Linked DNA regions of Rattus norvegicus: region 1 is linked to region 2. Evidence: chromatin contacts called from public Hi-C data. All regions are on one chromosome and are shown on one strand. The core of a region is the stretch at or near the end of the contact, and the rest is flanking DNA. Distances in the headings are between cores, read along the strand shown. Region 1 holds the start of Nrf1 (nuclear respiratory factor 1). Region 2 holds the start of Ahcyl2 (adenosylhomocysteinase-like 2).

What was found. A called contact is a pair of places that touch in the nucleus more often than the background predicts.
Region 1: a contact with region 2 is called in a Hi-C map of kidney, with 2.2 times the contacts expected there. The contact joins the promoter of Nrf1 here to the promoter of Ahcyl2 in region 2. A contact is called at or near these places in 2 of 12 Hi-C or Micro-C datasets (frontal cortex and kidney).

The regions. Positions count from the first base shown.
Region 1 is chr4:59,630,569-59,636,540 of GRCr8, reverse strand. Nrf1 (nuclear respiratory factor 1) reads right to left here and starts at 4,115. Exons shown (of 12, transcript NM_001100708.1): 1 at 4,041-4,115.
Region 2 is chr4:59,347,059-59,352,241 of GRCr8, reverse strand. Ahcyl2 (adenosylhomocysteinase-like 2) reads right to left here and starts at 3,495. Exons shown (of 17, transcript NM_001173510.2): 1 at 3,106-3,495. The coding sequence starts at 3,474. LOC120102483 (a long non-coding RNA gene) reads left to right here and starts at 3,641. Exons shown (of 2, transcript XR_005504143.2): 1 at 3,641-4,074.

The DNA.
Region 1 (5,972 bases), core at 2,866-5,365, 280 kb before region 2:
AGCCATCTACATATACTGGAACCTGATGCCCTAACCTGGCATGCAGGAAGGTTAGGTGTACATATAACACTCATATATCAAAACAGAATAGTTTTAAGGGCTGGAGATGGCTTAGTGGTTAAGAACACTGTGGGGCTGGGGATTTAGCTCAGTGGTAGAGCGCTTACCTAGGAGGCGCAAGGCCCTGGGTTCGGTCCCCAGCTGGGGGGGGGGGGGGGGGGAGAAAAAAAAAAACCACTGACTGTTCTTCCAGAGGACCCAGGTTCAAATCCCAGCACCCACAAGGCAGCTCACAACTGCCTGCTACCTGGAATCTGACACCCTCACAAGGACATACATGCAGGCAAAACACCAATGCACATTTTTAAAAAATCAAAACAAACAAAACCAGGCTAGAGAGATGGCTCAGTCATTAAGAGCACTGGCTGCTCTTCCAAAGAACCACAACTCACTTCCCAGCACATTACTCCTCTTGGGTAGATCAGGAGCACCTGTAACTTCAGCTCCAGGGATGATGCCTCTGTTGGACTCCAGAAGACCCAACTGGTTCTCAGTATTCACATGTCCTCACACACTACAATGATCAAAACTCCAACTCCAGAGGATGTGATACCCTCTTCTGGCTTTCACCAGCACTGGAGCAAGAAGTGCAAACATATATGCAGGCCAGACACTCATAAGAAAGAAATGATGACACATAACACACCAGAAAAATCACTAGACTCCTAAACAACCTACTTCTATTACTTCTTCCTCTTTGCTAGAGATTGAACCAAGTGCCTTCCTCAAGTTAAGCACACACTCCACCACTGATTTCTACCAAGCCCCAAACAATGTGTTTCTAAAAGAAACTTATAAGCACGTGCCTCTTCAACTGCTATTTTACTAAGGGATGGTAGAAGACTGTATGTGATAAGCTTGGGTTTATGTTCTAATAAAACCATGAAAGTACAAACAACTAATATTGTGACAGAACATTTCCTTAAATGCCTTTCAGAAGACAACAGGCTGGTGTGAGACTGAGCTTTCAAAGTATAAACAAGCACACATACAGACATGTAAATGTATATATAATGAGCATCATCGGTTACAAATACCTAAAGTAAAATGTCATTTTTGGAGAGATGGGATTGGGGGGGGATAATAGAGAGAGAGAGCAGTCATTTGTGAAACTCAACAGCACACAAGAGTTCCCCCTCAACCTCTGAGTTTGAGTAGGTGAGCAAGTGTGCTTCAGTGTGGAGCTCTGAGCTTGTCTAGGAACCCGACAGAAGTTGGCAGGTGAACTTCCTGGAGAGTGCGGTTCTCAAGACTGACACTAATCTCCCCCACCTCCTCCTAAATGAAAATAAACCAACAAGCCTTTTTATGCTGATTTTTGTGTCCTGAAACAGAACCCAACTTGAATAATTGTTCATTGTCACTGTTTTTCCAACATTTACTCAATGTCTTACTGCAAATAAAAAGGTATAAAAATGTCAGCCAGGCATGGTGGTACACACCTTTAGTCCCAGCACTCTTGAGGCTGAGGTGGGCAGATCTTTGAGGCCAGCCTGATCTACACAGAAAGTTTCAGGCCAACGACGGTTACATAGTATTCAGGAAAAAAAAAAAAAGACATAAAACTGTAATTCTAAACCACAAGAATCTTAATCTTCCCTTAAAAAGTGCATGCCTTTTTTTGTTATTTTCCATAAACTGCTTTGTACAGACAAGCCAGGTCTGATTAACAATACAGTACTCCAGCAAAGACAATTCACAATTTTAATCACTCTAGGTTGGCCTTCACCTCCCTAACTAAATTAGCAACGGGTGTGTAATTATGCCTTAATAAAACAGAAAACCCACAACCTTAGGTCCCACTGAAATATGTATGAATGTCGAGGTAAACCTGAAATCCCTTCTATAATCCTTCTATAATTCCAGTACTTTTGTGAAAACACCTAATTTGAGTTGGCTGGTTTTGGTTAAATGAGAATATAAACCACTAGTAGACAAAAAGTCATCTTCCCTTCTGTTGAGTTTGAGAGTATAATGAAATCAAGACTTTAAATAAAGTGGACTAAAAGACTATCGTTTTATTTCGGTGTGGGTTAGATCCCCAATTGAAAACAACAGTCTAACTCCTATCAGACAAACAAACAACAAAAGGCTGCCAATGTATTTTCAGCAGCAAATAGTCTGCATGTCCAATGCCCTGGGTTAGACCCCAGCAAAGCACCAAAAAATAAAGAGGAAGGGTAACACCTTCCCAAAAATCTACACTCAATGAACTGCAGTAAGTCTGCACCCAAATTAAGTCAATACATCATATTACATGTGATGATCATACATTTACTTTTGTATTCATAATTAACCGTATTTTTACTACTTTATAGGGTAGCTTGTCAAAAACTTTAAGACAATGTTAGGGAGTCAGGACACAACTGAATAATAATAATAAAAAAAACTCCTGGGTTCGGTCCCCAGCTCCGAAAAAAAGAACCAAAAAAAAAAAAAAAAACAAACAAAAAAACCCCAAAAAAACAAAAAAACAAACAAACAAAAAAAAAAAAAAACTAACACTCGTATTTAAAAAAAAAAAGTTCCTCCAATGTTTCTCCTACCCCTCTTCCCCAGAGTGAGGAACAATCCAATAACTTACTGTTCAAGACTAAAGAAAAAAGCATTTAAGACTGCTTTTTTTAAGTCTGATGAAGACTGGGAAAAGGACCACTCCCCCAAGGACAAAAGCTGTACCCATTCTCGTTCAGAGCACTGTCCCAACTGACAGGTTCACTCCCACCAACTTTCTCCCAAAAAATGGAGTTTAAACGCTGACTAAAATGTGAATTGTGCTCTGCCTACTTAAAGAATTCGGCCCAACTGATACCAACTCTAACATAAGCAATTAGTACAAGATATTTTAATGGTTGGGAAGATGGGATGACCTGTTAACAGCTCCTCCAACTGGTCAGAGCAGATATCCTTTGAAGCTCTAACAACATTAATATGCTTAACAATTTCAAGTTCTGGTGGACAGTCAGATGCATCAAACAAAGTTTGGGGCCAGCAGCAACGACACAACAGGTGAGAAACAGTGGACATCACTACAGAACATGCAATGGCAAACCCATGAATCCACGAAAGCCTGAGGATATGGGAAAGAATCAAGCACAAGACCATCCCAGACTCCCTGTTTTAACCCAGGCAAAGGCTCCGATCCTTCCGAAGGGTGCGCCACCTCCCCCTCCTGTACCCCGGGGACCACCATGCCAGTCCCGAGACAGAACCCAGGCCCCTCGGTGGGTATCTCCGCCGTAGAGGAAAACACAATGTCGCTCCTTATTTCTGCGTACAAAAGGACTTTGCGCCCTCCTCCTCGAACTGCCGCCTAGGCGCCTCCTCACAACTTGCAAGAAGGTGGGCAGCGCGCCATATTCAGCGCCCCCCAGTCCACCTGGGTAACCATCCCACGCCACCCCGGCGGGAGGGAAGCTTCGGAGGTCGCCGGCCGAACCACCAGCCTCCTCTCCCGCCAGAGACAGCCACTCCCGCGCCCCGCCCGGCCGCGCCGCGCCACCGGCGGGCCAGAGCCGGGAAGAGCCGAGGGGGCGAGCGCCGAGCCGCCGCTCCGGTCCCGCGCAGCCCACCCACCTCCCACTCCCGGGCCGGGCGCGCTCTCCCGGGCCGCCCGCTCCCGAGCCCGTGGGGAAGGCCAGGCCCGGGGTTCCACGGCGCGGAGGAGGCCGCGGCCGGGAGAACCCGAGGCGGTAGGGGAGGCCGGAACCCCGGGGCTCTTGGGAGGGCAGCCGCCTCCCTCCCGAGCCCGCCAGGACGCCTGGGGCCTAGTGCGGCCTGCGCATCCTCGAGGTGGCGGTTTGGCTGGGCCGGGCCCGGGTCCCCCGCCCCAGGCAGGCCGAATCCGGCGGGGGCCCAGGCCCCGAGCCGGGGGCGGCAGGGTGCCGGCTGCGGGGCGGGCCGGCCGGCCGGCGGGCGGGCGGCGTGTTGCGGCTGCGCCGGGGCTGAAATAGCTGGAGATTGCGCGGTAGGGCACTCACCTCAGAGCGGCTGCGCTACCGTGGGCCTGCGCCGTGGAGACTGCGACCGCGCCGGCTCCTCGCAGCCTCCTGCCACCAGCGGCAATGGCGAGCGCTGCCGCCTCTGCCGCCGCCGCCGCCGCCGAGGAGGGGGAGGGGAAGGAGGAGGCACGCACGCGACGCACGGCTCAGCTTCCCCGCCCGGAGACCGCCATGATGGCGAGGCCGGCGAGCTCTGCGGCCCCAGGGAGGGGGCTTTCAGCAGCCCTCTCGCAGCCCCCGGCAGCTTCGTCGGCCTCTGGTGCCGCTCTGCAGCGCTGGCTGGGGCCGGAACCAGGAGGGTAACTGGATGAGCAAATTGAGGACGCGGCGGCGAAGTAGATCATGCCGCCCAAAATGGTTGCTAGTCCGAAGGGGCCCTCCGCTCGGTGCCGAGCGCGGGGAAGTGGGACCTCCGCTCCAAAGGGCTTCTCCCGCAGTTTCCTCGGCACGGCTTGCGTCGTCACCTCGACCCCACTCTGGAATGAGTTTTGCTTCTCTATCTCAAAGCCCTAACCAGATCTTTAAACGGGAAAGTTTTATACAAAGCAATATGGTAATTTATTCTCTTGTTCGTTAGACCAACATTTCTAAGGAGCCCTTTTCCATACTGGATGCTGTTGTGGGTGCTCCGAAGTGCACCTGTTAGCAAACCAAAAAATAAAAAATAAGTTTAATAAAAAATTAAGTTCTTCCCCTTGCTTTCTTGGGGCGTACATGAAGCAATAGAGTGTCCTAGCTGTATGCCTAATAAGTGAGTAGACGGTGAGAAAATAAGAGGTTAGAGACAAGGGGTAGTTTAGGTTGCTTTTGTTATGTCATCAGGAAGCACCATGAGAACCGCTGATTGCCAGCTCCAACTGAAACCTAGAATCTTAACGTGTTAACTTACTCCGAGAACCTGCATTTTTAACACTTCCTGGAGATTTAATGCACACTAGATAATTTTAAAATGCCGCACATGGTGTCAGAAAACAGCTTAGCAAATAAACAATTTTTAATTGCATGCCTTTTGTTTTATGTATAACCCCCCTTACACGCGCGCGCACACACACACACACACACACACACACACACACACACACAGGGTTTCTCCGTTTAGATGAGGCTGTCCCGGAACTCACTCTGTAGACCAAGCTGGCCTTGAACCCAGAGATCATCTGCCTCTGCCTCCCAAGCACTAGAAAGAATTAAAGGCCAGGGGCACCACTGCCCAGCTTAACTGGATGCCTTTTTCCCTTAATGTTTTCTAAACTGATGTCACTGACACCACCCATCCCTGAAGGAATGTCTACTCTTTCCTCTTTGCCTCAGTTTTACATACTCAACGATTGCGATTTTTTTTTTTTTTTTTTTTTAGAGACAGGTCTCAACTATGCAACCCTAGATGCCTAGATGGCCTGAAACTCACCATAGAGACCAGACTGGCCTCTAACTCAGAGATTTTTATCCTGCCCTTGACTTCCAAGTTCTGAGATTAGAGAAGATGTGTACCCTGTGCCTGGCCATCCAATGAAAGCGTCGTTGCCCATCTTTCTTACTCTGGTCCGGGTTGCTTTCTTAGGCAGATGCTGCACTTAGACTCTTCCCACCCTCCCAGCCACTGGACTTGCTCTCTCTAGTCCCTTCTTCACACTTCAGCTTGAATTTTTTTTTTTTTTTTTGGGCAAATCGTGTCATGTTCCTGTTTGGGATGTCTAACATCTAAAGTCCTTGAGGGTGGCTTTGAGAACTTTGGTGACCTCACCCACGGTGCCCTCTCTGACCTCATCTGCCATGTCCCTCTCAGGCTACAGAAGAATTAGGAAGTCGTTGGGTCATATATATCAAGGAACACTTACCCCCCACCCCCGCTCAGAACGTTTTTCACCTGCTAGAACTTTCCATCAGAACAGCTTGTTACTTCTTTGGTCT
Region 2 (5,183 bases), core at 2,246-4,745:
TTACAGTCGCTCAGGATGGAACTTACTTTCCCATTTTATAAATTACTACTTGAGAGATATTTACTGAGTTCACTTAAAGTATGCTTATGGAGAAAAACTTTAAATACAAGTCTCATAACCACAATGACAAGATCTGACTATAGAGTACAAGTTACAGGATGAAGGCAAGGGCCAAAAGTAAAATGTGACCAAGCAAACTGTTCCCCATCATGTTCATTCTTATGACAATTGAACTTGAGCGGTCTGACTCTTACGTACTTCCTTTGTGAGGCTGACCAGAGTAACAGAACCAAAAAATGACAACTGGTACAAAGACAGGAAAAGAGAAACATCAATGGAAATGGAAATAAGATTTCTGTTAATTAAAAAATAAAAGCAACAGTCACCATTTACACAGCTAAAGGCAACTATTTTGTTCCTAGAATACCCAATCCCTCCACACACTTTTAACAAAGCAGTAGGGAGTCAAGAACAGAAAGACTTATCAAGATGATCTGAGAAACAAGAAAGGCTTAACAAATCAAAACAGCTCAGTCTTTCCTTGAGTGACATCTACATAGAGAAAATGTAGTCAATTCACTATTAAGAAAACTTGAGATTATGCTCTTTAAAAACTGCAAGTCAAATGTGGTACAAACTTCAAATCCCAGCACACAGGAAGCTGACACAAAAGTTCATGAGTTCAAAGCCAGCCTGGCTGGCCTCAAACTCACTATATAGCTAAGGATGACCTTGAACTTCTGGTTCTCTTGTCCTCAGTATGGGGGTTACGGCTGAGCACCTCTGTGTCTGGTTTATATGTTTCTGTGGATCGAACCAGAGCTTCTTGCCTGCTATCGAGTGAGCCACGTCTACAGCCCTAGACCTTGTCTTAAAAAAAGAAAGACAGACAAAAGTTCAGGCCAGGTGTGGTGCCATACACCTGCTATCTCAGTGCTCAGAAGGCTGAGGCAGGAAGATTACAGAGGCCAGCCTCAGCTACTTAGTTCCAGGTAGCCTGGGCTACAGAGATTGAGACCCTAACAAGACAAGAGAAAGGCGAGTGGGGGTAAAAAAAAAAAAAAAAAAAAAAGAGAAGCCAAGCTCAGCAATGTGCTTACTTAGGTCACACAGATGCATCCTTGCCCAGGACTTTACCTGCTGAGTGTTCACCAAATAACACGGGCTTTTGGTGAGGTTGCAAGTGTGAGGCAAGCTCGGCCCTGTCGGCAAGCAGCCCTGAGGCTGCTGAGTAAATCTAGAATCATGGAACATGATTTTGAGACTTATTAAAAAAAAAAAAAAAAAAAAAAAGAAGAAGAAGAAGGTGGCTCAGCAACAAGGAAAGAGTCCAAGAAGCACATTTAGAATTAAATAACAGACTCTAGGGTACTGGCCTGTGCATTTTTTTTAATTCTTTATACAGAATCTATTGAACTATTACTAATATGTATATTTTTCCAGAGAAGATCACAGTAACATACACTTAAAAAAATGAGGAGAGAAACAATAAATTCTAATAAGTTATCAAGATTCTACTAGAGGTACCAAGTTCTATGTGATGACCACAAACATTTTCAATCCTGAATTATAACTAATACCCTCATTTTATAGAAGAAATTACTTTATACAATTTGCAAATTATTCAAAAGTTAATACTAGGGAGGGAGTGCTATATTCAAACCCAGGTCTGTACCTAAGTGTAAACTTCACTCTAAAAGTAACTTATTAAACATTTTATCCTTAAAAGAACTAAATTACAAACTTTAGAAGAAATAGTCACAAGAAAAAGATTTGGCCAAAGTTACAGGCCATCTTAACTCATGAGAAATATGCTTTGGATTTCCTAATTTTGACCTAAGTACTTCCAGCCCTAGCCCAGGCTGCCTCTTTTAAGTGTAATTCCTCCACTTAACTATAATTGCAAGGAGAGGGGAGGACGACACACCAAGCTGCAAAGGACAAAGCATGTCCTAAAGCACTGTTAGTTTCCTTCAGTCTTGCCTCTGACATCATTTAGCACTACCTTTGAGAAGTCAGAATGAAAAAGTTAACTGCTCTAAGTCATGAGATAATTACAACAAAATGTTTTGCTGGATCCAAGGTTCACCTAAACTCTACATAGTAAACCTAATGTACACTTCATATCTTTTTTATTGTTGTTCTGACAGAACAAAATGTACCTATCATAATGAAAAAAATATAAATTATGGTGTTCATATTGTTTCCAGGAAATGAAAGCCATATTTTTTTTAGATGATCCACATCTCTTGTCTTTTTCCTCTTGTGCCGACTTAGCATCGATAAATGGGAGCTAAAATGAGGGGAGGGGGGTAAAGGTTATAGCCAATATATAAATAATATGGGGGGTATTATCATTACACGTGTCTGTTCAAGAAGGAAGCTGACAGCTCCAAATGATTACTTTCCAAAAGTAGCAGGCATTTCTTCCTAACACTTTCTTCTCACAATAAGGATAGGAATGAAATAGGCATTCTCCTCAGATACAATCTAGTAATCCTAGAGACCTCTTCAGAGTGAACGAAGCATCTCTCCATTACCCTTCTCCAATCACAGTACAAGAGAATTGCAATGGCTAGAAAGGAAGGGCACAGATCAGTACTACCCTGTGGAAAGCTGTTGGCCACAGAAAGGCAGAAAGTCATCATCTGTGCAGAAGCCGGGCAACTCAGAGGGTTTCCTGAGCTCTCATGAGAGCTAACTACTGCTTCCTCGTTCCCCAAGGAAAAAGATCTTACTATCCTTATCGCTGGAGGGAAGGTTTTTCTATGCCGCGGAACAGCCCGGAAAATTACACGCGGAGTGTGCTGGAGGCGGGGGGTGTAGTAGTAGGTGCTTCTCCTCCCCTGCCTCGTTCAAGTAGTAGAGAAGGGCGCTACCTCCATGTTATTAGTAGCGAAGTCTGCCCGTGGTACCTGGAGGCTTCGCTTCTCAGCGGAGCACCGGGTGGCGGCCGCTCTAAGAGCGGGTTCAAGGGTGGGAAAAGACTCTCGGCTCCACGACCTAGAGGGTGTGGAACGGGGTGCTGCGGTGCCGTGAAGGGCCGCCGCTCCCATGCCCGCCCTCCCCGCCTCTCCGAGAAGAGAGGCAGCCCGACCCCAGTACCTTCTTGACCGTGCGCGGCGCCTCGGTGACCGTGCCGTCGGGGCTGACCAGGGCCTCGCCGCCGTCGCGATGCCGCTGGTGCTGGTGATGAGGGTCGCTCCGCTTCATGGCCGACGCTTGAGGGACCTTCCCTGCCGCAGGGCTGAGAGCCGCGGTGGGCCCCGAGCCCGGGCCAGGGGCCGGGGGCCGCTCTGCCGCGGGAGCTGGAGCTGGAGCCTCTGGGTCCCCGCCACCCGCTGGGGGTACCATGGCGCCCACGGTCGCCGTGCTCAGTCCTAACTGAGGCTCCGCCTCAGAGGGGCTCAGATCCTTCAGCTCCACCTCAGGCACCTTGGCGGCAGCCGCTGCTGACACAACCTGCACCGACATCACCGCCTCCACTGCAACCGCCGACTCTGACTCTAGCTCCAGCTCCCACTCGGCCCCGCCTCCCGCCTCCCTTCCCCTTCCCTCCCCCATACCCCCACTCCTCCCCTCCATCGCCTGCGCTCCCACCCCCTTCCTCCGCCCGCTCTCTCGCCGCCAGCCCGGCCTCTCCAGCCCCGCCCCACCCCTGTCTGACTCACACGCGAGGCGCCACGGAACCTGTAGTGCGCTTGCTCCGGGCTGCACGCGACTAGAAGATCGTGGGACCTCAGAACCCAACTTGCACTGCGCGCGCGGGGGGGCGGACAGGCCGCAGAGTCCCCTGGTAGTTGTAGTCCTTTTGGCCTTCCTCTGGAAAGTAGTAGTCTGTGGAGAGGGAACTCCCAGGACAGCGACTAACAGAAAAGTATAAAAACGGATGACGCGACGGAATAGATGAGGAAAATGTCTCCAGAGGGGTTGCGGTTTCCGGAAAGGAATGCCAGAAACCCCAGGGAAAGTGGGGGAAGAATGACTCGCTCCCTTGCCGGCGTGAATTTCCTCCGGGGTGTGCGCATGTGTGCGATCGTGCGGGCGGTCTTTAAAGGAAAAGCGGCATGTCAGGTGAGTTGAATTCCGGCTGCAGGCGAGAAGGCATGGTTTTGCTCCGTTCGGAGCCTTTCTTCAGTGGGATGGTTTCTAGAAGAAATCAAATAAGCCATTTCCTGCTGCCATGATTTCTGGCGTACTCTTGAATTAAGAAACTAAAATCAAACCCCGAAAGAAAGAAATCTCGTCAAGGTAGGGTGGAGTACGCAGCAGTAATTTGAACATCTGAAGCATGTATCACCAGTAATAATAGTTCAAGGTCAGCTGAGCCATGAAGCAAGACCCTGGTTTGGTTTTTTTTTTTTTTTAAAGTTAATTTTCTTTCATTCCACCGCACACATGTAATTAAAGGACTAGAGTTAGAGTTTAAGATGATATCTGGGTACTGGGAATGGGGCCTCGGTCCTCTAAAAGGGCATCGAATTCTCTTAACTGTTGATCAGTTTTATTTTTAATAACAAAAATAAAATAAAATTGTGTACCTACTGGGTAGGTCATAGGGTAATCCCAACACTCAGGAGACTGAGACCTGAGAATCAAAAGTTTGTTAAGGTTATCTTTGACTGCTTAGCCAAACCCTGGCATAAAAATAAGAAAGTTACCTGAAACTAATGTTCTACTGACGATAGATTTTTTTCTTGTAAGAATTGTTCTCCAATAATCTTTTAATGATAAAAGGAAATGTTTATAATTTTAAAAATTGGACTAAACGCCAGGCAGTTGTGTCACATGCCTTTAATCCCAGCACTTGGAAGGCAAAGGCATGCAGTTCAAGGCCAGCCTGGTCTATAGAACAAGTTCCAGGACAGCCAGACTACACAGAGAAACCCTGTCGGGGAGGGGTGAGGGCCGTGAAGAGATAACAATAACAACAACGAATTAGACTGGGGCTGGAGTGATGGCTTATCAGTTAAGGGCAAGCTCTTCCAGAGATCCTGAATTCCATTCCCAGCAACCACCTGGTGACTCACAAGCATCTATAGTATGCAGTCTGATGCCCTCTTCTGACATGCAGATGTGCAAGTTGCTAGAGCACTCATACTTGAAAGGAGGGAAGAAAGGAAGCAAATTAAACCAAAAAGCAAGAGACAACACCACACTTTCTAGGGGTCAGAGAGTTGGCT